7 separate regions of the Mus musculus genome follow, and regions 1, 2, 3, 4, 5 and 7 are each linked to region 6. A link is a contact called in public HiCAR-type and promoter capture Hi-C data. All regions are on one chromosome and are shown on one strand. The core of a region is the stretch at or near the end of the contact, and the rest is flanking DNA. Distances in the headings are between cores, read along the strand shown.

Region 1 (3,539 bases), core at 775-3,274, 1.8 Mb after region 6:
CAGGGCTTGTCAGGAGAAACCATAGTTCCCCCCCCCCCCGGCCCTCACCCCATCCACAAGAAGTCCAGAGTTTGAGGTAAAAGGGCTTTTAAAAATCTAGAGACCAGAAGAGATGGCTTAGTGGCCAAGAGCACTGAGTGATCTTTCAGAGGACTCTGGCTCAATCCCAGCACTCACATGGTGGCTCATAATCTAGAACTCCAGTGCTAAGGGGTCTTAAGCCCTCTTCTGACCTCCTTGGGTACCGGGCACACATGCGGTGTGTGAGCAAAATAGCCATACAAATAAAATAAAATTTAAATTAAAAAAAATCTTTAAACTGGATCTAGTGACTCATCACTTTAATTCCATCACTTTGGACTCAGAGGCAGGCAAATCTTTGAGGCCAGTCCAAGCTGTTTAGTGAGCGCCCCCCCCTTCAAAAAAAATCTTTAAATATGAAACCTAGAATCCCAATTCCCCTTACACCTGGTGGGTGAGGTGACTTTTTCTGAGCTATAATAGCAGAACAAGCAAGTTTGCTGGTGGTGATCACAGGCTAGGCCTGGGCCTCAGGAATCTGCTTACTGAATTAGAGACACAGGGGTTCTTTGCTCTGAGCTCTTGATATTAGATCTTCGACCACACCTGGAGGTGGGTTGAGTTCAATGGCTCAGTGACTAGGAAACTTGGATAAGAAGCTTAATGTCTTGGGTTCCAAATTCAATAGAACCAAGACAATAAGGGACCCCCTCTCCTTGGATTTATATTAGTCTTTAGCGTGTAGTAGTAGCTGGTAAGAAAGAGCAATACTCATTTACATATATATGCAAATTTTTTTAAGCTCTGAGAAACTTTTATTAGGGTTTAAAAGAAAAACCCTGGGGCAGGCAAGCTTTAAATCTCAGATGCTGCCTGGAGGAGGAGGATGGAGAAAGAAAAAAAGCCATGTCATTTGGATTAGTTGACAAAGAGGCTAGCCTCGCGATAGTCAGAGAGGGCTTTAGGGAGTGACACCCAAAGTGTTAGAGAGGTGTGCTTAGAAAAAAGAAGGGGCCGGGCAGTGGTGGTACACACCTTTAATCCCAGCACTCAGAGGCAGGCAGATCTCTGAGTTTGAAGCCAGCCTGCCTCAGAGCTAGTCCAAGGACAGCTGGGGCTACACAGGGAAACCCTGTCCCGAAAAGACAGAGACAAAGGAAGAAAAGTAAAAAGCACACTTTTGGAGTTCCTTAGACTTGTGAAGCTGCATCACTGCCTTTTGATTTACTTATTTATCCATTTTGTGAGTGTGTGTGTGAACTCACGCACGTGTAGAGAGGTTCAAGGACAATTTGCAGGATTGGTTCTTGATTTCCACCAGGTAGGCTCTGGGGATTGTACTCCGGTCTTTAGGCCGGTTGGCAAGTGTCTTTGCCTACAAAACCAGCTTTTTTTTGGGGGGGGGGGTTTGAGACAGGGTTTCTCTGTGTAGCCCTGGCTGTCCTGGAACTCACTCTGTAGACCAGGCTGGCCTCGAACTCAGAAATCTGCCTGCCTCTGCCTCCCAAGTGCTGGGATTAAAGGCATGCACCACCACGCCCAGCTCACAAAACCATCTTGAAGGTTCTATTTTCTGAGCCAAAAACACTTTATGTGACCACATCTCATTGAGCTGACCATCCCTGGGTATAGAGTAGGTACTGTTGCATCCCATGTAAGGCGCCTGCCTGACACTGGCAGAGACATTCTCAAAAGGCGGTTGTGAGCACTCTTCCGTCACATTTTTAAAAAGAGCTTGGAAAAGGCTCTCAGGAAAGTGTAAAGTCCGGCTCAAGTTTTTGTTATTATGTTGTTTCACTCTCTTAATCTTTTATTCTTTCTGAGGTAAGGTTTCGGGCCGCTAGTTACCCGTGACCATGGCAACGCGGGACTGGGTGGTTCGCGGGCTCCCCCAGGAGGCCTATTTGCAGTACTGCTGCGAGACAACCTGTGGGTTTTAGAGCCCCAAGGAAGGGGAGCCGGGAGTTGTAGGCAATGGGCGTGGCTGCCTCGGAGCGGTGCACACCGGGAGCTGTAGTTCACAGGTTCTGGCGGTGGGCGGCCTCTGACCGAAATCGGGCCTCAACCGGATGGCGGTGGCGAGGCACGGCTACCGGCCCTGGGGCTCGATCCTCGGGCTGCTCGGGCTGGCCTTGGCTGCCGCCGCCGCCTGGGACGTGGCTTCTCTGCGCTGCACCTTCGGCTCGTTCTGCGAATGCGACTTCTGGCCCGACTTGCCGGGTGAGGGGTGGGAGCCGGTGCGGACGGGCGGGCAGCCGGCAGTTCGCAGGGGCTCGAAACATCTGCCGCCCCGCCGGCCGCCGGCGGAGGTGGGGATCCGAGAGCCTCTGGTGCAAACCTGAGGAGAGGGTTTGGAGGGGGCCCGGTGGAGGGAAGCCTTTGACAGAGGGGCGCCCAGTGGCTTGTGGTAGGCCTCCCTTGTGCGGACTTGTCACACCGGGGGAGAAACCTGCCGTCGCCTGAACCTGTAGACAGCTGTCGTCTACTCGGGGCTGGTGCAACCCGGAGAACCGCCTCGAGGGGGCGGTGCCGCACTGGCCCTTGCCGAGGTGACTGATCCTGTCCCTCGTTTGGACACAAGTATCCCAGAGGTCTTAGACACATGCCTTCGACCCTCTGATGCTTTTTGTTTGTTTGTTTGTTTGTTTTCCCGACAGAATCTTTCTACACTGATTTGACTGTTCTGGACCTCACTATGTGGACCAGGCTGGTCTCAAACTCCCAGAGATCCACTTAGCTCTGCCTCCAGAGTGCTAAGAGATTAAGGGTTTGCACCACCATATTCTGGCTCTTTTTGTTTTTTGTTTTTTTAAAGATTTATTTATTTTTTTATTTATATGAGTACACTGCGACTGCCTTCAGACACACACTAGAAGAGGGCATCAGATCCCATTACAGATGGTTGTGAGCCACATGTGGTTGCTGGGAATTGAACTCAGGACCTTTGGCAGTCAGTGCTCTTTCCATCTTTCCAGCCTCCCCCTTTTTTTTTTAATATTTATGCTTTGCCTGCAAGTATGGTTACATCCATGTGCCCATGGAAGTTTGAAGACGGTGTTGGCTCCTCTGGGATGGACTTACAGATAGTTGAGAGCTACCATGTGAGTGGTAGGAATCGAACTTAAGTTCTCTGCAAGAGCAGCCAGTGCTGTTTGTTTGTTTGTTTGTTTGTTTGTTTTGAGACAGGGTTTCTCTGTGTAGCCCTGCTTGGCTGGCCTGGAATTTACTATGTAGACCAGGCTGGCCTCGAACTCAAAAGAGATCTCCCTGCCTGTGCCTCCCAATTGCCTGGATTAAAGGTGTGTTGGAATTCACCATAAACCCAGGCTGGCCTTTGATTGGGAGGATTACTGCTGCCTCTGCCTCCCAGGGGCTGAGCTGACAGACATGAGTCAACAGCCTGTCATCTGCTTTGATATGCGTTCCTTCTGTGGCCCTAGGTCTGGAATGTGACCTGGCTCAACACCTGGCTGGCCAGCATTTGGCCAAGGCCCTGGTGGTGAAGTCACTGAAGGCCT
Region 2 (4,012 bases), core at 519-3,018, 1.8 Mb after region 6:
GGTTCCAGAATCTGATGGTCCTGGGAGGAAGGGCTAAGCAGGTTTGACAGTGACAGGGGGTGGGGGACTTATGCCCAGCCAGTTGCTCCCTGGGGACCACTCTGACTCTCCTCTTACCAGTTTGGGGTCCAGGTGGAGGGCACGGGAGAAGAACAGCACAGACATCTCCCAGTCCTCTTGTAGGAGGCACTGATGGCCTTGGTTATAGCTGTGAGGACAGGACAGGACAGGACAGGACAGGCAGTGGATCTGGTATTGATCTGGGACCAGCCCAGGACCTTCTCAGGGCTAGAATGGGGTATGCAGGAGGGAGGGCTGAGGTAAAGAGGCTGCAAAAGCCATCAGAGCTCCACAGAGGCCAGGCTGACCTTCCTGGAGCTCTTCCAGGGCATCAGCCCCTTATCCCTCTACCCTCGCTGTTCACTGAGACCCAGAGAGGGATAGCAGCCAGCTTGCAGCTGAACCCAGTATTAATAATGGTTTTGTAGAGTAGGAACCTGGAGTTGGAGACAAAGAAGTCACTCACTACTCTCTGACTTTGGCAGGCACTGTTGATCCTATCATCCTTCGTTTTGTAGGATCTGTCATAACATAGAACACATGACTGGTCCCAAAGATGCGTCGCAGGATCTTCTCTGGGGCTTCAGGAACCTTTAGCTTTGGAGTTTTCTGGGAACGGGCACTGTGAGGCTCCTGGAACCAAGCCAGGGGCAGTAAGCTCAGAAGGCCTCAGGAACACTTCCCCCAGGAGCTTTGCCTACTGGAAGAGGTGTGAAGAGGCCTCCTGGTAGAAGGCACACCTAGTCTGGGGTTCAACAGTCCCCCAGGGCTCCAACATTTCTCTAGCCCTGCCTCTCTCCCTGTCCTGTGGTCAAGGTCAAGGAACCACTGCACCCTCTGCTCTCCTCTTGGGCTTTGTCTGCTCTCACCTTGTGCTCTAGCTGCTCATCGTTTTCAGACCCTGCTGCACAAGGTTCCTTGTGACTCCCGCCCTGGGATTCTCACACTCGTCAGGTCACATTGAGCAAGCACTTCACCTGACTTCTTCCCAGGGCTTCTCACCTCTGTGTGATCACCCTTCCCATAGTCACCAGAATCGGGGAACCTATGTCTCATCAGTCCTCAAGTTCTGTGTTTCACTCCTCAAAATCTCTCCACTTGGGCTGGGCACGGTAGTGCATACCTTTAATAACCCCGTTCTAGAGCTAGAGGCAGATGGAGTTCTCTGAGTCTATAAAACAAACAAACAAAACCCCAAAACGTTAAAACAACAACAACCCCCCCAAAAAATCTCTCTGCCCTCTCTCTCCCTTAGGACTGGGAGGCCAGTCACCCTTCTCCCCTACCACACTACAAATGATGACCTCTGACCTCTCCCAGTTCCCCTGAAGGGCTTGACTGGCTCTTCCTCAAGCCCTTCTTGCGGCCCCGACCTCTGCCTCAGCTTTCCCCTTCTCAGCCCTCACCTTGCTTCTGTCTGTCATGGCCAGGTTTCTAGGCTAACTTCTGGGCTAAGCATACTCTGAGGTTCCCTAGCTCCGTTGTTGCTAGGCACCAGGTCCACGATGTCCATAGGCCCCGCCCACTTGGCCCCGCCTCCGAGAGTCACTAGAAACTCAGCAAGGCAAGCCAAGGCCTAAGTCAAGGAAAGAACCTATGGGCAGTGCACGCCGACGCGGGCCAGGGTAGAAACTTAACGAGGTACCAGCCCTCGAGCAAAGGCCGAGCAAAGGCTGAGCCATACAGGGTGACGCGTCGCGGAGGAATGCACCCAGACACTCGCCCGGGCCCGCGATCCACCCACTTCCGCCCCGCAGAGACATGGCGGACGCCAAACCCAGCCTGGATTGGGCGTCGCTGGACATGTCGTGATGCTATTGGCTTAGGGATGCCTGACGTCAAGGGGCGGGGTCCTGGCTGTGAATGGGAGTCGGCACGTTGAAGTCCGGTCTTTTTAGTCCAGGGATGCGGCGGAGTTGGGCCTTGAGCCGGCAGGTTTCCGAGGCTCGGTTCCCCGGGAAGCGGTGGCTGGTGAGTGGGGCGTGGGTGGCTACACAGGGACGCGGGGCTTGGCTCCGCAGCTACGCTTACATTTAAGTGTATGCGTTGTATGCATGTGCCCTGTGGCTGTCAGAGGGCAACTTAGGAGAGGGTTCTTTCCACCATGTGGGTTCTGGGGATCGAACCCAGGTTGTCAGGGTTAGCAGCAACCTTACCTTCGGAACCATCTTTTCGGGATAGTTGTCCCTTTTTCTACTTAGTCAAATAGGCGCAATACTAACTGGCTCCAAACTTTTAGTTTTGCTCTTGCACCAGGGAGCGGCATCCTCTGGCTGGTGGGGCCTCCAGGAGTTCCCAGACCCTTAAGTGCTCCTTCCCAATACTGTCGCTTCTGTTTCCTGGTCAATGTTTTGGGTCCTGAGTGAGTGTTGCCTACAGGTGGCTGGCCTGGGGAACCACGGAATGCCCGGCACCCGGCACAGTGTGGGCATGGCGGTGCTGGGGCAAATAGCAAGGCGACTGGGAGTGGCGGAGAATTGGACTCGTGACTCGCGCTGTGCTGCTGACCTCGCCCTGGCCCCGCTCGGGGATGCTCAGCTGGTACTGCTCCGGCCGCGGCGCCTCATGAACGTCAACGGGCGCAGCGTAGCCCGAGCTGGTGAGTTGTAGGTTTCATGGATAAGAGGGCACAGGGACCAGAGAGAGGGTTCAATTGTGACAAGTGCCTGGTGAGCCCCAATTACTACAGTGAAGGCTTGGGGAAGCCTGTTTACATATGGGGGTTGTTGTGACCCCTCTGAGCAGATATGCAGTAACTAGAGTGTTGTTTCCCTGTGCCAAGCGGAGCTGTTTGGGCTGACTGCGGAGGAGATCTATCTGGTCCATGATGAACTGGACAAGCCGTTGGGAAAGCTGGCTCTGAAGCTGGGGGGCAGCGCAAGGTGAGGCTCTTATGTGCGTAGGTTTGGGTAGGGATGCTGGCCTCTGTTGGAGTGGAGTAAGATTGTTGAGACTATCTATCTCGATAGGCTGGGCTGCTCTGAAGAAGGCCTGGGCAAGGGAATGGAGGAAGGGCACTGCCTCAGAAAGTACTAACTGCTCTTCATATCCCCTCAAGGGGCCATAATGGAGTCCGTTCCTGCATTAGCTGTCTGAACTCCAATGTGAGTCTACCCTTCTGCCCTGCCCTGGGTGGGGGTGGCTAGCATTGACATTGTATCTCACCAATGCATCCTCATTCCCCTGGGACCCTACAGGCAATGCCAAGGCTGCTGGTGGGCATCGGGCGCCCCACACACCCTAATATGGTGGAGAACCATGTCCTGGGCTGTTTCTCCCCGGAGGAGCAGGAGCTACTGTCCCCATTGATGGATCAGGCCACTGACCTGCTCCTGGACCACATCCGTGCTCGAAGCCAGGGACCATTGTCAGGCCTCTAATACCAGTGGATATATCTACCTGTTTGACTGCCTGCCGGTGCCATGAAGCCAAGACAGGGCCACAGAACTGCAATGACACAGTGGTACCCAATGTTTATATAACTTCCCTGGGTTTCCCCAGGCTACTTGCAGATTCAAGGAGGGACTGTGGCCACATCAGTCTGTTTCTGCAGCAGCTTGGTCTCCCCGTTCGCTATTTGCGGTGTAGGAAAGGTCTAGGAAGGGTAAACTTTCTGAACCTTTTGAGAGCTCCAGATGGGTAGATCTGCAAGATTAAAGATACGAACTTGAAATTGGAAGCTTCCTGTGGGGTTAGGCACCAGTGGGTAGGGACAAGAGGGTCTGGCAAACCCTATTCCTAAGGGATCATGGGTATAATGCTTTAGCCTTTTTCCATTGGGTCATTTTCTAGGTGGGGAGGAGCAAAGAGATTCCACCATATCCCTGAGGCTACCCAACTATAGCCTGGCAGAACCAGGGACAGCTGTCAGCTTGCTGTGCCTAGGGTTCCTGGCACCCCTACCTCATTCGTGTTCTGGCAGATCCCCATTCGGGTGATATAGGAGAGGGGC
Region 3 (3,424 bases), core at 178-2,677, 1.6 Mb after region 6:
CTATGCAATGCCAGTTTGGGACCTGTAAGACAGTTTAATGTTTCTATTAGAGAGATATAAAAGATCTGCAATATTTTTAGGGTTCTTTTCTGGTTACCCTACAGCTGACCACGTGGTCTGGCAGGATGAGCAGGCCCATCTTCTTCTGTGGGGAGAATTTGCTTTTGTGTTATTCCTTTCTAACCAGGTTACCACTGCACCCCATTCCGTGGGCTGTTCATATCTGTCTCAGCTTATAATAGAAAATTATGTCATATGGGGAAATCAGCCTAGTGTCAATGTTTGGTTTGGGGGTGGAATTAAATGCCGATGTTTTTGTTACTGCTTTTTGTTGGTGTTTCTTTTCATTCTCATCACCGTGTTGACTTGGGGGCTGCTAACAGGAGTTAGCCATGTATGTGTAAGATGACATGCTGGGGAAAGTAGGTTAGTGTTCTCCAGTCTGACCCCAGTCATAATGCTCACCACAAACACACACATACATATTACATATATGTCCACACATGTTTGTATGAATATGAATGGGCACTTGACAAAGGTCGGAGAACACCTGTTACTCCTGAACCTCTTCTTGTTTGAGACGGTGTCTCACTCTGGTTTTGGGGAAAGAATAAAACGTTTTTATTTGGTATTTATAAGGTTTCCTTTAGCCATGAGGTTTAAGGAGACCTACTACTCCTCATGCCTCCAGAGTGTTGGGACTACAGAAATGCACCACCATGCCCAGCATCAATTCGGGGATCTTAAAGCCCCACTTTTGGTCCTAATCATCGAAGAAACTGGTTAAAAATACCTGTCAGGGCACAAAGAGGGAGCTGTTGCCTCTGGTTGCAGAAATGGATAACCTGCATGGTGTAGCATTTGGAGAAGAATGGATCTACAGCAGCTAGCCCCATATGCCATGAGAGTAGTGTTCTGGGTGAGAAACAGAAGAAAAGCATGAAAGATAATTTGGCCCAGCGCCCCTTGGTTCTAAGAGGGCCATTCTGAAACCTCTGGCAGTGGACAATGAAGGGAAGCCTAGAAAGTTCCCTAGGAAGCCAACCAGTGGAAATTCTCATAGGCCAGGCCAGTGGTGGTCATTCTATACAGACTCTTCCATTAACAGTTTCAAGGCCAGAATGTAGAGCCTTTGAATTCTGATGTCTGCTTCAACAACCAACTCATTATGATCTATCCCTTTCCGGGACTTCCAACTCTGGGGTACATCTCACTCTGGCTTGGGACTGTAGGATAATGTTTAAATGATTATTGTTTGGGAAGGGTCTGACAGGGATGTAGCCACAAAAACCTGAAAGTCTGAGCTCCCGGCCCTACAGTTCCCTGCAGAAACTACATTTCCCGACATGCACTGGAGGGCGGGGAAAAGTGCCCGCACGTCAGCTCAGACGAGTCTCCGCGTGTCACGTGATTTACAAGCCGGAAAGGCCTAAACCAGGAACCGGATGTATTTTGTTGCTCCGGCGGAACGCTGGAGAGATGGTGAGCCTGGGGTGGAGTACATGTGTGATTTGAGGGTACCAGGGGTCGGGGCTCTGAGTAAGAGTCTCCTTGGGAGATGGAGTTGGGCTCTCCAAACCCAGATCGCTCTCTCCACCGCTTGCAGACAGGTGACACGAGGCCTGACGTGGCTTTCTAAACCCGAGAGCCACTTCTAGTAAGCCCTCCGTGGTTCTAAATGAATGAGAGGTTTGGAGTGTAAACCGGCTGCTCCGACCCTCCGTTAGTGCTTGTACACGAGCCATCTCGCCTGCTGAGCCTTTATTTTTCTCCAGGCCACCGGGACAGACCAAGCAGTAGGATTTGGCCTTGTCGCCGTTAGCTTGATCATCTTCACCTACTACACCACTTGGGTGATTCTCTTGGTATGTGTGCCCCACCCCCACCCCGCTCACCTTCATTTTGCTCTGGATCTCTAAGCCAGTTTCCTAACGCGACTTAATCAGCGTCTGTGTGCCAGCGTCTGGATGTTTAGCTAGCTCTAATCTCACGAAATCTACACTATGGTGCTTGCAGATGGTGTCTACATTTTATAGATGAGGAGGCTAAGACTCGGGGAGAAGGCTGTTTCTCAGCCTCTGAACTGCCGCACAGTGAGGCTTTATTTTGTGTTTGTCCTCCTGGTTAGCCAGCAGGTTCCTGGGTGTAGCAGTCGCCGGTGGAGTTTATTAACATCTCAAGTCTCTCTCTCTCTCTCTCTCTCTCTCTCTCTCTCTCTGCCTCTCTCTTTAATGTGGGAAATTTTGTTAGTTATTGTTTTAAAGTACACTGTGCTTGGAAAGGGGCATCTTGCAGTACTTGGTATCCTTCAGAGAGGAAAGTTAGGTGGGCTGACCTTCGGTGATGAAGAGAACTGGCTGATTCTCCAGAGGACTGGGGTTCAAGTTCCAGCACCCACATGGCCAGCTACAACCATCTGTAACTCCAGCTCCAGGAGACCCAGCAAAAGTCCCTGGAACGGAACGCCATTGCTGCTTAAGTTGTGTTAGGAGTTAGATTGGAGATCCAGGGCTTGGATGAAAGTACACCTGGACTCACAGGCACAAATGCATGATCAAAAAATAAAGACCTCTTTAAAAGACCTAGAGTTCTCAGAAGGCAGAAGAAGGGGGGAGGGCAGCTTGGTGAGGTCAGCCAGGGCCTCAGAAATCAAAAAGGATGGTTTCCAGCACTCACAAGGCCCAGGCAGTATTCAACAATACAGAGACAATATGGTGGGTCTCTTGTTATGATACATATCCACGCTTGGGGATGCTATCAAGGTGGGCCCTCAGTATCCAGTGCTGCCAGGGGGAGGTGGGACGGCTTCCCTTTGGGGCTGAGTAAGGTGAGCAGTACTCACCAGAGCTCTTGCCCTTGGTGCCAGCCATTCATTGACAGCCAGCATGTCATCCACAAATACTTCCTGCCCCGCGCCTACGCCGTCCTCCTCCCGTTGGCCGCAGGCCTCCTGCTGCTCCTATTTGTGGGTAAGTCTCCCGATCTGGGGCAGGGTGTCTGGAAGGCAGCGTGCTTCCACATGCTGGCACCTGCTGTACATCTGCTTAGACTCTCCTTGTCACCAATGCTCCCCGGGGCTTTCCTATTCCTTAAAGGCCACGGGCAGAAGCTCCTCTAGTGGTGTTCCCAGTTTTCAGGTTCCTGGGGCAATGAGGACATGGCTCCCCTTTCTTTCCTGTCTCAGCTTCATCTTCATCTCTTCAATGTTCCTGCCTCAAGTCACCCTGGCATCTCTTACGGCTCTGTGGGTTGGGAACTGTGTCTTTGCTGTTACGCTATTCTAAGCTCTAGCCCAGGAGCCTAAAAGAGTGCTTGGGTTGACTGAGGAACCACATGGCCGGATGATGCACAGGTGGTTAGCCTTGCACCATTTTGGTGATAGTTAACTGACCCTCAGTGGCTGTGTGACCTAGTGAATGACTGC
Region 4 (3,510 bases), core at 131-2,630, 2.0 Mb after region 6:
TAGCTGGCTGCCCATAGCTGGCTGCAACTTCCAGTGCTGTCTAAGGGCCAGCAATAGGAAGGACATAATCATTTGGAGGAAGTGTGTAACTCACGGCATGGGCTCTGACACCTAAGACATTAGCTGTGTCACTTTGTGTCACTGGTCGGAGCCGGTTTCCTCATTTGTAATATGGAGCAATGTTGCCAATGCTGGCCTCTGTGGGGTCAGTGACTTCATGTATGTCAGGTCTATGCCATAGACTCTGCCACAGGGTACCACACACATGACAAATGCACTCAGGTACTATTACAGTTGCTAAGGAGAAGAGGGCTGGAGGAGCCTTGCAGTAGAGGACACATGTGGTCCTGAGGGATTTCAGGTCTCCATTTGTGGGCGTGGGCTGTCAGAGGAGGTTGCTGGGCCTGCAGGGCCTGCTCAGGACTCTCCGCACTCAATTGCAGCACTCCTGAGAGACAGCTCCCTCCATCCCTATCTGATGGCCACGACTTAAATCCCTTACAGATGGCTCACTAATGACTAGCCTCCCTCGCCCCCATCCTCCAGATCTACATTTCCAAATACCTTCTTCAATGACTATCTCTGCCAATTCCCCCTCCCTCACCGTTCTCAGCAGGGCTCGTTCAGTTCTGGTTTGAACTTTCCTGATGGTCCAGCTTGGCTGGGAAGAACCACACCCATCCTTCCCTGGCAGGGCTGGCCAGCGGCTAACCTGGCTCTGTGGATGGGGAGGTCCTCCACCGATGTTCCGATTCTTGGGTGGACCTCAAGGTAGGCCAGTCACTCCGAAGACTTGGCCACAGATACAAACCATTGGCCCCCAAAAGCTGAGCTGGTGTCCGGTCTCCTTCAAACATAGAAGTGAGCACCGAAACTTTAAATTTCAGAAAGACACGCAACTCAGGATGACAAAGTCTCGAGATTCTAGAAACCAAGGAATTGCAGAATTAAAGACTCGTGATTAGACTCGAATAGTTTGTTTCTGTAACTAACATGCACATACCGCAAACAGGTTAGGAGGGTACTAGGGTGGCACTGGTACTAGGGTCGCTCAAGTCAGGTGCAGATCCCTTAGGGGAGGGGCGGGGCCCTGGGCTGGGTCCCAGGGGCTCCAGAGTCACCGTCAAGAGAAGGGAACGTGGACCAGGAACCAGGACCTCTGGTGCAGCCCTACTCTGTTGCCCAGGCAAGGTGCTCCGAACATTTACCCCTTCCGAATCCCGAGCTCACCCACAGACCAAGCTCTGCAGTCCTCTGCCGCAGACGCCTGCCCATAAGAAACAGGGCGACCAGGGTGTCGCCCAGAGACTGGGTGGGGCCAGCGGTTCTCGCGAGAGCTGAGCTTTTCCGCCTATATCCGGCGTGGGCGGAGCAGGATCCGTCTTTTCGGCTTTCGGCTCGGAGGAGGCAACGGTGCAACTTTCTTCGGTCGTCCCGAATCCGGGTTCATCCGACACCAGCCGCCTCCACCATGCCGCCCAAGTTCGACCCCAACGAGGTCAAAGTCGGTGCGTGCCCTCGCCGCGCCCGGGTGCTGTCCCGGGGCCTGGCGGGTCTCCCTTGGGCCTTGGCTGCCACGTGTGTAAGAGGGGAGGGAGCCCGACGCTCTGGCGGCCCGTGCGCCTTAGGGTAAGGCCTGGCCCGGGACATCTGAAGCCCGACGGCAGCGCGCAGGGCGGCCTGCGCCGCAGAGGTTCTGATTTTGCTTTTTCTTCAGTGTACCTGAGGTGCACCGGAGGCGAGGTCGGCGCCACATCCGCCTTGGCCCCGAAGATCGGTCCTCTGGGTCTGGTAAGTCGTCGCTCCCGAGCCGTAGACCTCTAACGTGCATGCTGTTTGGCCTGTAGATGTGTTCTGTCCCCGTGGAGGGCAGAAGAGGCCACCATGTCCCTGGTGCAGGCCGGGATGTGGGTGCTGGGACTTGGGACGCAAAGGAAAACTGAGATAACACGTGCACGGAGGCTCGTGCCACAGCCCGGTTGAGGCAGCCATTGGACTTGCTTAAATCCACTAGCCTCCGTGGGTAACGCACGGGAACCTAGTGTTTAAAGCTCCGAGGGTTCCCCATTGCAGCAGAAAGTGTTTTGCTTTGTTAGCCCTTACTGCAGAGTTGTCTTAGTGAAGAAGGATGTGGAGCCATTGTGGGCAGGCTCCTGTGGGACGGTGAGGAGGGCTGGCGGTGAGCTTGAAGGTCCTGGCTTCAACTTTGGGCACATGGTAACGAATGCTATTATTTCTACAGTCTCCGAAGAAAGTTGGCGATGACATTGCCAAGGCTACCGGTGACTGGAAGGGTCTCAGAATTACAGTGAAACTGACCATCCAGAACAGACAGGCCCAGGTATTTACATTGCTTGCTGTGGGGGGTTGAGGGAAGGGTTGAGATAGCAGCCCTCAGGAATCATGGGTCTTGGCAAAGATTTCCCTGTCCCGGTGAATCGGATTTTATCCTTGTGGGAGGGCTATACGACAGGGTTCACTGTAAGTCAGTAGTAGGTGCCAGGGTGCAGGAGTCCGCCATGCTAGGGATTCAACTCTGGAGGTGAGGCCAGCAGGAAGCACCTTAGCTAGCCGAGCTGTTTTTTCGGGGCCCTTTAGCGTGTCTGGTGGTGGTTGGTTTTCTGGGCTGTGTTCACATCAAGTCTCTTTGCAGATCGAGGTGGTGCCTTCTGCCTCAGCCCTGATCATCAAAGCCCTCAAGGAGCCACCGAGAGACAGGAAGAAGCAGAAGAACAGTGAGTCGGCCCCACTCCCTGGGTTTCCGCTGCAGTGTGCTACTCAGCTGTGTCGACCCCTTTCTTGGGACCTAGGGGTGGAATGAGATCACAGTAGGCGTCTGTTGTCTGTTCCCTTTCCTGGGTGCAGAAATGAAACAGTGCCTCAGGGGTTTAACTTTATCTGTTTCCATCCCTAAAATCGTGTTAGGGCTGCTGGTGAGGACTTGCTTGTGCCCCAGCCACCCGCCACTGCACCTGACCAGTATTGTTGGCTGGTGCAATCCAGTGGTGAGCTGACAGTGAGCCCCAGCTTTTAGGAAACAGGGCTGTCCTACATGTGGATGGCTCTGTGCCGAAAGCATGGGAACAGCCCAGCGATAGGTAAAATGGAGCCATGATCTCAGAAGACAGGGGAAGCTGTAAAAGGCCCTGTACTTGCTTTCTGCAGTTAAACACAGTGGGAACATTACTTTTGATGAGATTGTCAACATTGCCCGGCAGATGAGACACCGGTCTTTGGCTAGAGAACTTTCTGGTAAGAGCACGCTATTTTCCCTGAGTGGTGGCTGCCACTTTGCTGTTGAAGGTTCAAGATTTGGATTTTCCCATGGATCCATATTTTTTCCCTGTGTTCCTGCAATGGAACCCTGGAATTCTTTCCCCTGTGACTGAGGCCACCATTCTTACTGTAGGAACTATCAAGGAGATCCTGGGTACTGCACAGTCTGTGGGCTGCAATGTGGATGGCCGCCACCCTCATGACATCATAGATGACATCAACAGTGGTGCAGTG
Region 5 (3,811 bases), core at 841-3,340, 1.5 Mb after region 6:
TTTTGGTGTTTTGAGACAGGGTTTCTCTGTGTAGACATGTAGACCAGGCTGAGCTCGAACTTTCAGAGATCCACCTGCTTCTGCCTCTTGGGTACTGAGATTAAAGTCCACTGTCACCACCACCCAACTAAAACTAGCTTTTTTAAAAAAGGATTTTTTTGGTTTTGTTTTTAAGCTAAGAGAATTGTGAGTCCAAGGCCAGCCTGGCTACAGAGAGAAACCTTATCTTTAAATCTCTGGGCTTACCCCAAGGATTCTGCTTTGCTCGGTGCTGTCCTTGGGCTTCCTATGCTGATACTAAGTAGGTTAAATACCTTGGATGTTGATCCAAGATTATCTTGGACATGACACTTTATGTGGCCACCTAAGTAACAAACTGGCATAATTCACTGCCACCTTACCAGGTTTTCTTCATATTTGGCTATGAAATTCGTAATTACTGTACATACAAATGAACCAAATACTAATTTTGGCCACAAACTGGTTATCAGGCAAACTGCTCATTAGAATCACCCCAGATTGTAAGCCAGTCTATGCCACAATAATGAAACACTTGGTAAAGGGAAGCCACAGTTAAAGTCAAACTGAAAAACCAACATGAAACAGAAAGGGAAGAAAAAGCCACTGCTCAGGGCTTCTTGTGCAGGAAGGATAGTAGTTCTGTTTCTTGCAGACCCAGAAATGGCCATTTCTCCACCCCTGTCTCCCAGTCTTGGCCCATCCCTTTCCAGCCAACAAATATCCTTAGATGTATCTAACTTTCATTTTTTGAAAAAAGTTCCAATTGAGCGATGGTGGCAAAGGCCTTTAATCCCGGCGCACTCAGGAGGCAGAGGCAGGTGGATCTCTGATTCCGAGGCCAGCCTGGTCTACAGAGGGCGTTCCAGGGCAGCCAGGACTACATTGAGAAACACTGTCTAGAAAAAAAAAATCCCCAAAACCAACCGAACAAACAAAAAAAGAATCTTTCTTCAGATTCTTTAACATATTCGCACTCCAATTCGACAAAGGGATCATGACCCAGTGTTCTGAAACAGCAGTGGGGGGCTGGGTCTAAGCCATGAGAAAGAACTGTTCAGTCTTCATCACCCACATCCACACTGATCTGCCTAGAACCCCAGTTCCCATTTTTTTCTTCCCCAACACCCACATGTCTCTGTGAGCAACCAGATTAGAGGCACCGGTGGCATGGAAACGAGAGTGGGGGGAGAAGAGCGAGCGAGCGAGAGACAGACAGACAGACAAGGGGTGCCAATGAGAATGGGTGGATAGGAACCTAGGTGTTGAGGGAGGATGGGCACCAACTTGGCCTTGAGGTCCGTAGGGCAATCTTGAGATCTATCTGTCCTTCTATCTAGAGGGAAGTAGAGGGGGCTTTCTGTCCATCAAAGAGACCCAAGGGTGCCCATCTGTAGCCACGACGAGCTTTTCTCACGGCCCCATCTCCCACCTGAGGAGCCCCACACTAACAAGGTGTGAATTTCCTTTCCATCTGTCAGTGGAGGGACACTATCCCCCCCAACACCAGGGGTTCCGCTCAGCTCTAGCAGCGTCCGTCGAAACCTGACAGGCTACAGAAAGCAGCCCGAGAAGTCCTGCGGTCCCGACCCGTCCCCTTGGCGTCGGTCTCTCTCCTCAAGACCTCCCGGATCCTCCCCGCCCGCGCGGACGGCGCACGCAGACTTACCCGGAGCTCGCCCTCCGTGCGGTGCAGTCCCAGGCGCCGCAGCCCCACCGCCAGGTCGTTGACACACAGGCCGCCGTCGCGGTTGACGTCGAGTGTCTGGAAGAGGCTCCACAGGCGTAGCTGGTGGTCCGGGCCGCCACAGACGGCGCCGCCGCACGGGTCCCCTACAGAAGCCGGCGACGAGGCGGACGACGAGGCGGTGGCGGCGGCGTCCGGCGGCGGGGAGGCCACGCAGCGGCACAACACACTGCTCACCATCGGGCGCGAGGCGGGGGCGCCGGACGCCGGGCTGAAGGCGGCAGGAGAGCGACCCGAGCGCGGAAGCACGCCGGCTTTCCTCAGACAGCGAGCGCGGGCTCCGAGAAGCCGGCCGACTGGAGGGAGGGGCCGCTTCCGGGAGCCCCGCCCCGCGGCGCGCAGAGGCGCTGACCGCGCCCTCTGGCGCACTGCCGACCAATCATAGGCCGGTATGTCGGCTCCGGGATCAATGAGGGGGCGGAGTCACCGTGCCAGCTCGAAGGCGATTCAAACTGAGGGAGCCGGGGATTGGCTGAAGCTGGGTAATAGGCAAGCAGAAAGCCTTGTGTCCAATTCCCATTCAGAAGCTCTATTTAGACTGCGGAATGATGAGGCTGAGAGGAGCGTTGTGTAAGGAGAGATCGTAGCTAACAGTGGAAATGAAATGTATATGAGGGTAACTGTGGACTGAAGTTAGAAAACACAGCACCATTGAATAAAATGAAAATTTAACGGGCTGACGACTCGAAACCGAGAACACGAATCAAAATCAGGAGGCTAAGCTTTAGGAGTCTTCTAAACTGCCAATAAAACAACTGAATTTTACAACGTAATAGTCGCGACACGAACTGAACGACAGTCTGCTTTTCCAATGGAAGTGAATAATGTCCGTGTGGGCGGACATCCTGAAGCGACAGACAAGACTTTAGACCAATGACCAGGCCAGTTCTAGCAAAGAGGTGTGTCCTCTAGGAGGAATGGCAGGCCTGGAGAGCCAGTGATCGGCCAGATATTTGAGCCACGCCAAACCTGGAGGGCGGGGCTTCTCAGGGATGTGCCGAGGGGCGGGAAGAAGGGAAGTGGGCGGATCTCCGCACACCCCAGCGGAAGAGGCAGATTCAGGAAGCCATTACGCAGCTGGCTGGCGGCGGTCGGGCCGGTCAGGGCTGGGCCCTACGCACTTTGCGTAGCGAGGGGGGTTACTTAAGGCCTGGTACTTGGCCTTGAACAAGCCCTGCCTGTCCCCCTAAAGGGGGTGGGAGTGAAAGAGAGGCGAGGCTGAGGAAGAAGAGAAGAGAAATTGGGGCTGTTAAGAGCATTATAATTTCTTTAAAAAGAGAGGAAAGGGGAGGCCATGGCTGTCCCAGCCAAGAAGAGGAAGATGAACTTTTCAGAGCGGGAAGTGGAGATCATCGTGGAGGAACTGGAACTGAAGAAGCACCTGCTGGTGAACCACTTCAATGCTGGGGTCCCTCTGGCTGCCAAGAGTGCAGCCTGGCATGGCATCCTGAGAAGGGTCAACGCTGTGGCCACCTGCCGTAGGGAGCTGCCCGAAGTCAAGAAGAAGTGGTCCGACCTCAAGACCGAGGTCCGTCGCAAGGTTGCCCAAGTCCGAGCTGCTGTAGAAGGTGGCGAAGCTCCAGGGCCCACAGAAGATGATGGAGCTGGTGGGCCTGGGACAGGCAGTGGCAGTGGTGGCAGTGGCACAGCCATAGCTCCTGTACTGCTGACCCCTATGCAACAGAGGATCTGCAACCTGTTGGGTGAGGCCACCATCATCAGCCTACCCAGTACCACAGAGATCCATCCCGTGGCCCTCGGATCCACGGCCACTACAGCCGCAGCCACCGTCACCCTGACACAGAGTGAGTGAGCTCTCCTGCTCAATTCAGCTGCATAAATGGGACGGGCCAGCAATACTGGGACAGCCTGGGGCAAATTGGCTGCCAAAGGTCAAAAGTCAGATGGCGATCTTGGAAAGACCATGAGGTCTTCCAAGAACTCCCCAGACTGATCTTGTTCTTTTAGGGTCTTCCTCAGCATGTGGCTAGCTGGATCTCCCACATGCTGACCTATGTAGTGTTGAAGGCAGAGATTGTCTGTAGC
Region 6 (3,707 bases), core at 258-2,757:
AGCACCATTCTAAGATAAAGAATGTCCCTGCTCAAGTTAAGTGACAGCCCCTACTGCACAGCTGTAGGGAGGGAGGGACCGAACCTGAATTCAGGTGTGAGCCTGTTATCAGAATTAAACTCCAATAGCAGGTTGCAACAGCTGGGTCAAAGCAAACTTGGCCTCTAGGTTTCCTTTTCACAACAGGGGGCGGGGGGAGGCGACTCCTAAAGACCCTGGAGTTGTTATGTCCCCACTTCCCAGCCAAGTTGTCACCTTACCGAGTCACTTTATGAGTGTCACAGAGGCCACTCATAAAACTTTGGTGGTCTAACTGCTCTATGTATCTCAAACCCTTTGTAACTTACATATCTATCCCCCAGTGCACCCTCGCCACAGCGGGAGTTGTGGGAGTTGGGGTGGAGAGACATAATACAGAACTTCCCACATTCTGGGCAAGTGCTCTATGCCGAGCTACCCCCAGCTCTTGACAGTCCCCTTTAAAACACGGTAGCCTAGCTTCAGCTGTCATTCCTCCAAGGGATATGACCACTTCTGTGCACACCTTTTAAAGAGGAACTGACATACAGAGAGCCATGTTGTGGCTCACTCACTGACGTGGAATTCCCACATCCCACCCCACAACAGAGAAACCCCAATTCCGGGTCATCCGCGAAGGCGGTCAACTTAATGCTCTTGCCTTATACTGTGTGATGTTAGAGGCGTGGGGGAAGTGTAGCGTGGCCACAAACAGGTGTACATAGTCACTGTTCAGTCCGCCCTCGTAAATATTCTCCGCGATGATCTTGCTGGCGAAGTTTTTGCCGGTGCCCGTCCACCCGTGCAGAGAGAGGGTAAGGGGCTTCTTGGGCTTCGGGTTGCTTAGGAAACCAGACACGGCGTTTAGGATGACTTTTTTTGCAAGATGCTGTCCAAAGAGCTTGTTATCCAGATCTTTCTGCAGCGCTGAGAAAGGAAAGATCACTCTGGTCAGGAGAGAAACAAGCTGGCAAAAGGCAGCCCCATTTCCAGGACGTCAGGGCCCGCGGAGCCTGGTTTGGAGAGCGCTGAGGGACCCTGGTGCTGCGAACTCTGCCCTTCCTCGGGGTTGGCCCCAAAGCCAAGCGGAAGAGGTGCCGTGAGGCCGCCCCGGAGAGCTCCGCGCAGGGCTGACACCCTACCCCGGGCCCCGACCACTCATCTCTCAGGCCTCCGGCCAAAGTCTGGCCTGGCAGCGGCGCCATCCCCCTGCCGCAGCATCCCGGACGCCTGGTGCCCGCCTACCCTCCCGGCTGAGGCTCCGCATCTGGCCGCAGCACTCGGCGAAGAGGCAGTAGAGACGAGGGTAGGAGATATAGGTGGTGAGTACGCCGGCCAGGGCCAGACTCAGGCTGATGGGCTCCACCGCACGAACCACGCACGGCGCCAGCAGCAGCAGGGCCAGAGCGGCCCGGCCAAGCTTCATAACCGGACCCGCGCACCTTGCGCGCCCAGCGCCCGCCCAGCGCCCACCGTACCCCGCGCACCGCCCAGACTCGTATTTCCGGTTCCTGCTGGCGGGGCCGCCCTCTTTGTCCGGGGCAGGCAGTCTACCGACGCTAGTGGCTACCATCTTTGTTAAGGGCAAAGTCCCTTCTGCTTCTGAACCTTGATGTTACAGGAATAATATTGAGATTATAGGAATCAGGTGATGATGACTGCTGCCCTATCCCCATCAAGTAACAGTGTTTTAGAACCATTTTTTTTTAATGATGGGCGGAGAGATGGCTCAGCGGTTAAGAGCACTGACTGCTCTCCCAGAGGTTCTGAGTTCAATTCCCAGTAACCACATGGTAGCTCACAACCATCTGTAATGGGATCTGGTGCCCTCTTCTGGTGTGTCTGAAGACAGCGACAGTGTACTGACATACATGAAATAAATAAGTATTAAAAAAGAAATGACGCAGGCACCTGCGTGCATGTGGTGCTCATAAACTCATGTGGGCTTACACACATGCATAAATTAACATGTAAATGAATAAATTTTTAAAAATGAGAGGATAATATAGTGGGTTCCCACATGACCCCCCCCCAACGTGCGTCCCTATCATTAAATCTGACAGGTGCGGTGGGTGGTGTGCACCCTTAACCCCAACACTCTGTATGAGTTGGGGCCAGTCTACAAAGTTTCAAGCAGGTCAAAGCTGCATATTGGATCTTGTCGTTAAAACAAAACAAAACAAAACAGAACAAAACTGACATTTGAGGGCTGGGTATTGTAGCACACACCTTTAATCCCAGCACTCTGGGAAGTAGAGACAGGTGATTGTCTTGGATATCTGAGTTGGAGGCCACCCTGTCCTATACAAGGAATTCCAGGTGCAGTCAGGGCTACAGTGAGAGTCTGACATCTCAAAAAAAAAAAAAAGAGGGATCTGCATCTCATACTTGTTAAAAACCCATGACCAGTATTTTTTTTTAAAGATTTTATTTATTTATGTATGTGAGTATACTGACTTCAGACACACCAGAAGAGGGCATCAGATTTCCACTACAGATGGTTGTGAGCCACCATGTGGTTGCTGGGAATTGAACTCAGGACCTCTGGAAGAGCAGTCAGTGCTCTTAACCACTGAGCCATCTCTCCAGCCCCATGAGCAATATTATTAAATAAAGCCCATAGTTTCTTACCCAGTTTCTTCCTTAGGGAACTGTAGGAATAATGTTATTGTGCACTGTATAAGGATTATCCTTGTATTATTCACATGCTGATTGCTATGCCCTCATATATGGTTGCTATCCTTATTTTGAGAACTGCCTGTCATCAATGTTGTGTAAACATTGCTTCCTAATTATTCAGATTGGTCAATAAAGGGCTGATCAGCCAGTGACAGAACAGGAGAGAGGGAGGAAGTGGGGATTTAGCCATGAGGTGGGAAGTCCAGAAGACATCATAATCATAAAAAACAGCTGGAGCAGAGAAAGCCATAAAATACAACAAGTATCTCAAGGATTGTGGCTGTGAAGTAGTCAGATTAGCTTAAAGGACTAAAATAAACTAATACTGCTCAGTTGTTGTGCCTTAAACCTGTTAAATAAAATTAAATAGTCCTGTCTCAGTTATCTGGAAGCTAGTCGGCTTAAGAGCAAACTGTAACATTTATAAATTACCACTAACAGGGAACACTTTGAGCTCCCCACAGTGCTGACTCTCAGCTTCTCTTGGGTGCTCTTTAAATGACTTTGAGAGTTTTGAGAAATACTAGACACTTGGGGAAGGGGAGTTCTGAGAATGAAACCCTGGGCCCCATGCATTGTAGGCAAATGCTGCATGGAGCTATGCCTCAGACCTTCTGTTTCTTGTTTGGCTTCATATTAAGCTTTCTTTGGGATGGCAGGGTGGGGGCAGGGTTGGCTGGTGGTCAGGGGATGGTAGCTAGGCTACAGGACCTCTACACTCCTAACCTGTTAGCCATCTCCACAGCCTCCGTTTTAAGCTAAAATCTTCAGAACTACGCCAGGCTGTCTTTCAACATAGTACAGACTGGTTTTGAAACTTGATCTCCCTGCCTCAACCTCCTTAGTTCTGGGACATAGGCCTGGTCTTTTGTTGTTGTCATTCCTGGGGATCAAATCTTGGGCCCTCTGCATGTAGCTGTATCACTGAGCTATCTCCTTATCTGAAAATGTTTGCAGACTGTCCTCCTATTGGAATTTGACATTTTCTCATCATTAACTAGAGTTCAGGA
Region 7 (3,874 bases), core at 1,047-3,546, 1.6 Mb after region 6:
GCTTTTGAGCATAGTACTGTCGACCCCAAAGCACTAGTCCTCACTATGCTATACTATACTATACTATACTATACTATACGTAATACCTGCCATCCGTAGATCCTGCACCTCAGGGTTACAAACTGAGGCCCCATGTTGGTTCTTTGGGACAGGGTTTCTCTGTGTAGCCCTGCCTGTCCAGGAACTCACTCTGTAGACCAGGCTGGCCTCAGAACAGCCAGTATTCTGGTCTCACACCAAACTGTCTCTTGCTTCCTGTCCTGTTAACATGCTTTTTGCACTGCCTGGGAAGTGAGAAGGGACACTTCCGGGGGTGGCAGGGTGTTCCTAGCCTTTAGGCTACACAGAACCAAATGGAACCAGGCCTGGCGGCAAATTGTTGGAGAGGCCTGAGGTTACACAGTTGAAACTGAGGATCCAGTTAGGCCTCCAGACACTCTTGGCTGACTTCTTAGATATCTCATCAGGGGCCACAGGCTCTTCCCTTAGGGAACAGGCCTTAAGGGGAAAGGTTGAGAGTCCAGCCAAAGAATTTAAACCCTTCAGGCCAAGCCTGGTGTGGAAGCCTAAGCCGTAATCCTAAGGTTTAGTAAAGGCAGAAGGACCATCCCCAGCCACACGCAGTTTGAGGCCAGCCTGGGCTAAAGACAAAAACTAAACACAGTCGGAGCTGGCAAGAAGACTCAGTAGGTAAAAATGCTTGCTGCCAAGTCAGATGACCTGAATTTAATCCCTAGGACCCACGTGGTAGAAGGGAAGAACTTAAGTTATTCTCTGCCCTTCACTGCACTGTGTGCCATGTGCCCAATCATATCAACAAACGTAATTTATTTTTTAAAAGACAAAGCCTTCAGGCCTCTACTTCCTCACCTTCAAAAGGAGATGCCTAGCTACATCAGGGAGGTCTGGATGGATTGGTTCGTTTCATCTCCAATCTGACTGCGTTTTCCACATTATGGGACAATTATGAGGAGCAGAGATTGCCACCCATGCTTCTGAAATGTAAGCTCAGGAAGTCTTCATGCACATGTCCAAACATGATATCATGCATGGTATCAAACATGATGTCCGGCAGAGAATTTACATCTCAAATGCCAATCAGCCCAACTCTCTTTAATTTTCCACAGGGAAGTCCAGCAGACCTTAACTTATCTCCTGCCCGGATCAAAAACGGCCTTTCACTCACCCATTTCCCCATTTTCTTTCCTCCAAGTTATCTGATGCCAGAACAATCAAGTCACTATCTAGCTCAAAAAACCAGGAGATGCCTCCTTCTTTGCTCTGGTCTACAAGACTGGGCCAGATTCTAGCCTGATCTGCTGTTCTCTCAAATTAGAATTCATCCAGGGATACTCCACAAACTTTTTGAGTACCATGCTGCCGGGCCAGCAGGCCTCTAGTGACTGCCACTGCCTGTACCCCGATGCTTGGCCGGCTTTGTGTCAGAATCCTTTGAACTTCCGTTCCAATCCGAAAGCACACGCCTCCTCTGACCTCCCTACTTGAGTTCTTCAGCAGACTCTCAGATCCAGTCTTTCCACTGGGTGCCTGCCTGACTCAGGACAGAGTTCCTAAACACTGGCGGCCTGGATAAAAAGAATCATAAAATGCCGATAGTTTGGAGAGTACGAGGTCCCCAAGGTGTCCTTTGCCATAACTATCGGGAAACTTTAAACAAAAGCCTTAGATAACAGCCTGGAACCAGGCAGGCCGAGTCACAAGGTTGCCGGGCTCCAATGGATCTTCAAGAGCGGCAAAGCCAGGACAGATGCTTGTCATTTTTAGAGGCGAGCAAGACCTGCATAGGTCTTGAGACACCTCTGCGATTGTTTTCCTGAGAACAGGGGTGCTACCTCCTCAGCCTGCTTCATTGCTCACTGAGCTCAGGTCTTGGCGGGATCCGGGCAGGCCGTTCTAGCCCTAGTTTCCAGATTGTTTCCCCTAGTCATTGTTTCTCCTTTTCTTGGGCTCGCGCTCTCCTCCCGTTCTTTCCAGTGCCGGCCCCCACACCCCGCGACCTCCCACCGCCTCTCCGCACCCCCCCCCACCGCGCTTCTCAAGGAGGCGGGTCCAGCCCCGCGAGCGCTCCAATCCGAGCGCCCTCAACTGGCCCTGCCTCCGCGAGCCCCGCCCCACGCCACCGCCAGCCAATAGAAATTCGTGTTCGTACAGTCGGCCTGTCCAATCGCAGGTTGGCTGTGAGCCTCGCGCGCCCCGCCCCTGCTGCTCTCGGCCGCGGCTCCGCGGGCGGTCGCGCCGGGGCTTCGGCATTCTCCGAGCAGCGCCGAGCTGCGTCGGGCTCAGCCGGCTGCGTCCGGAGGTGCGGGCGACGGCGCCGCTGTGCTCCAGCGGTGCTAACCGAGGCAGAAGCCATCCGGCCGGGTCGGAAGGCGCCTGAGACTCGGGCAGGGCAGGAGCGGCGTAGGTCCCAGGACTGAGCGGGAGGCGGACCGGCACACGTTCCCGGCCCGGCAGAGCCTCCCGAAGCGGTCCCTGCAGAGCCGGGTCGGTCGCCGAGGTGGCTTCCGCTTCCCGGGGCCTCACCTGCGCAGGCCGCGGTGCGCCAGGTGCGGAGGCGTGTGCGTCGCCTGGGCACCTCCCACGGCAGCCAGCGGGGCGGAGGCGGGGCCGCCGCCCGGGTCTCCAGCGGTTCGCCCGGCCGTCTCCGTCAGTCTCACCGGTCCGCCGGGCCCCGCGGATCGGGATGCTGCTGCTCGCTTGCGAGCCGCCCTCCACGCCAGCCCCCGCTGCCGGGGCCGCACCTCGCTGTTTACATGTCAGTGGAGCCCGGGTTCCCCGAGGGTGAGAGCAGCCGGCTCACTGGACCTGGGGCTCCGAACTCAGATCCTCTCCTGCCCGCAGCCTCCGCCGCCATCTGGACTGGATCCAGCTCTGGTGTTTTTGAGGAGGGGGGTGTGGTGTCGGGAAAGGAATCCTGGGGTTTTCTAGTATCCCCTTCTTTTTTTCTTTTTTCTTTTCTTTTTCTTTTTGGCCCTGCGGGCTTCAGACTCAGGGAACTTGCTCATGGCTTTTTTGATGAAGAAGAAGAAATTTAAATTTCAAACCACTTTCACCTTGGAGGAGCTGACTGCGGTCCCCTTCGTGAACGGGGTCCTCTTTTGCAAGGTCCGGCTGCTGGATGGCGGGGATTTTGTCAGCTTGTCGTCCAGGTAGGCATTGAGGTTTTCGCGTTTGCAGGGGAGGGTGGGGAGTGCTGATGAGTGAGATCTAGCCACTTGGCAAATGTGGAAGACTCAGCTAGGGACGGATGGGCAAGGGGCCCGCCTGGGGAAAGATTTGCTCTAAGCAGGACTTAGGTCTGAGTGAGCTGGCAGAGCGCCTGGCATTTGTCTGCAGGTGACCAGCCAGAAACCTTTTAGGGCCCTGCGTGCACTCTTCAAGTCACCCGTTTTACAGATTTGTATGGAGAGAGCTGACTGAGATTTTCACTTTAAGGGATTAAGTAAGGGTGTCTCAGGCCACCTTGCCACCAAGCTGGCTCCTGTGGCTGTCATACGATTGAGAGATTGGGCCAGCCAGGGCTCTCTGGCTCTCTCCCCTTGGCTGGGAAAGCCCAGTTCCAGGCACTCCCTGGATTTGATTGCGGGAGGTGGCTGGATTTTGGGTTGCCCAGCCCCCTCTTGAGTGACTGCCCTCCACTGGCTAAAGCTGGACTGCTTTGCAATGCAAATGTCCTTGCCAGGAGACTGCCTTCCCCTGTGAAAAAAGCCATCGGGTTTGATTTTGTGTCCGTCATCGTCCTAGTAGGTCCAGCTTCCCAGTTTATTGCTGAATGAGGTCCCAGTCCACCTTTTGCAGGTTGAGCTCATGGCGGTCACACAGTCCTGACCTGCCTGCAGAGGTCCGTAGAGTC

Evidence for each region. Promoter capture Hi-C pulls out the DNA fragments that hold promoters and counts their contacts. HiCAR-type assays count read pairs that join an accessible place to other places.
Region 1: a contact with region 6 is called in a promoter capture Hi-C map of liver, with 3 times the contacts expected there. The contact joins the promoter of Tor2a here to the promoter of Tor1a in region 6. A contact is called at or near these places in 2 of 39 promoter capture datasets (liver and pre-B cells).
Region 2: a contact with region 6 is called in a promoter capture Hi-C map of pre-B cells, with 2.1 times the contacts expected there. The contact joins the promoter of Ttc16 here to the promoter of Tor1a in region 6. A contact is called at or near these places in 2 of 39 promoter capture datasets (liver and pre-B cells).
Region 3: a contact with region 6 is called in a promoter capture Hi-C map of pre-B cells, with 2.3 times the contacts expected there. The contact joins the promoter of Dpm2 here to the promoter of Tor1a in region 6. A contact is called at or near these places in 3 of 39 promoter capture datasets (liver and pre-B cells), 1 of 115 datasets of contacts at active chromatin or transcription factors (astrocytes) and 1 of 9 other capture datasets (adipose tissue).
Region 4: a contact with region 6 is called in a promoter capture Hi-C map of pre-B cells, with 2.2 times the contacts expected there. The contact joins the promoter of Rpl12 here to the promoter of Tor1a in region 6. A contact is called at or near these places in 4 of 39 promoter capture datasets (hematopoietic stem and progenitor cells, liver and pre-B cells) and 1 of 9 other capture datasets (liver).
Region 5: a contact with region 6 is called in a promoter capture Hi-C map of pre-B cells, with 2.2 times the contacts expected there. The contact joins the promoter of Slc25a25 here to the promoter of Tor1a in region 6. A contact is called at or near these places in 3 of 39 promoter capture datasets (liver, neutrophils and pre-B cells), 1 of 484 Hi-C or Micro-C datasets (B cells) and 2 of 9 other capture datasets (adipose tissue and liver).
Region 7: a HiCAR-type map of astrocytes shows a contact between it and region 6, with 2.5 times the contacts expected there. The contact joins the promoter of Fam102a here to the promoter of Tor1a in region 6. A contact is called at or near these places in 2 of 39 promoter capture datasets (cranial neural crest and liver) and 1 of 115 datasets of contacts at active chromatin or transcription factors (astrocytes).

The regions. Positions count from the first base shown.
Region 1 is chr2:32,755,210-32,758,748 of GRCm38.p6, forward strand. It overlaps Tor2a (torsin family 2, member A), which reads left to right and starts at 2,025. Exons shown (of 5, transcript NM_152800.3): 1 at 2,025-2,241; 2 at 3,462-3,539. The coding sequence starts at 2,091. It also overlaps a transcript of Ttc16 not described here.
Region 2 is chr2:32,773,865-32,777,876 of GRCm38.p6, forward strand. It overlaps Ttc16 (tetratricopeptide repeat domain 16), which reads right to left and starts at 1,769. Exons shown (of 15, transcript NM_177384.3): 1 at 1,467-1,769; 2 at 1,184-1,231; 3 at 527-693; 4 at 118-208. The coding sequence starts at 1,484. It overlaps Ptrh1 (peptidyl-tRNA hydrolase 1 homolog), which reads left to right and starts at 1,957. Exons shown (of 5, transcript NM_178595.3): 1 at 1,957-2,031; 2 at 2,440-2,659; 3 at 2,843-2,942; 4 at 3,119-3,164; 5 at 3,258-3,729. The coding sequence starts at 1,966. The coding sequence ends at 3,440. It overlaps Cfap157 (cilia and flagella associated protein 157), which reads right to left. Exons shown (of 9, transcript NM_025619.1): 8 at 3,964-4,012; 9 at 3,549-3,705. The coding sequence ends at 3,634.
Region 3 is chr2:32,569,431-32,572,854 of GRCm38.p6, forward strand. Dpm2 (dolichol-phosphate (beta-D) mannosyltransferase 2) reads left to right here and starts at 1,428. Exons shown (of 4, transcript NM_010073.2): 1 at 1,428-1,482; 2 at 1,776-1,865; 3 at 2,867-2,969. The coding sequence starts at 1,480. Fam102a (family with sequence similarity 102, member A) reads left to right here. Exons shown (of 11, transcript NM_153560.4): 11 at 1-320.
Region 4 is chr2:32,960,332-32,963,841 of GRCm38.p6, forward strand. It overlaps Rpl12 (ribosomal protein L12), which reads left to right and starts at 1,381. Exons shown (of 7, transcript NM_009076.3): 1 at 1,381-1,508; 2 at 1,718-1,791; 3 at 2,243-2,341; 4 at 2,654-2,735; 5 at 3,166-3,252; 6 at 3,410-3,510. The coding sequence starts at 1,472. It overlaps Lrsam1 (leucine rich repeat and sterile alpha motif containing 1), which reads right to left and starts at 1,310. Exons shown (of 26, transcript NM_199302.3): 1 at 1,231-1,310; 2 at 713-924. It overlaps Snora65 (small nucleolar RNA, H/ACA box 65), which reads left to right and starts at 2,970; the gene lies at 2,970-3,087.
Region 5 is chr2:32,449,380-32,453,190 of GRCm38.p6, forward strand. It overlaps Slc25a25 (solute carrier family 25 (mitochondrial carrier, phosphate carrier), member 25), which reads right to left and starts at 2,091. Exons shown (of 10, transcript NM_001164357.1): 1 at 1,688-2,091. The coding sequence starts at 1,945. Naif1 (nuclear apoptosis inducing factor 1) reads left to right here and starts at 1,078. Exons shown (of 2, transcript NM_194335.2): 1 at 1,078-3,570. The coding sequence starts at 3,060.
Region 6 is chr2:30,966,411-30,970,117 of GRCm38.p6, forward strand. Tor1a (torsin family 1, member A (torsin A)) reads right to left here and starts at 1,508. Exons shown (of 5, transcript NM_144884.2): 1 at 1,264-1,508; 2 at 680-945. The coding sequence starts at 1,444.
Region 7 is chr2:32,533,063-32,536,936 of GRCm38.p6, forward strand. It overlaps Fam102a (family with sequence similarity 102, member A), which reads left to right and starts at 2,297. Exons shown (of 11, transcript NM_153560.4): 1 at 2,297-3,170. The coding sequence starts at 3,025.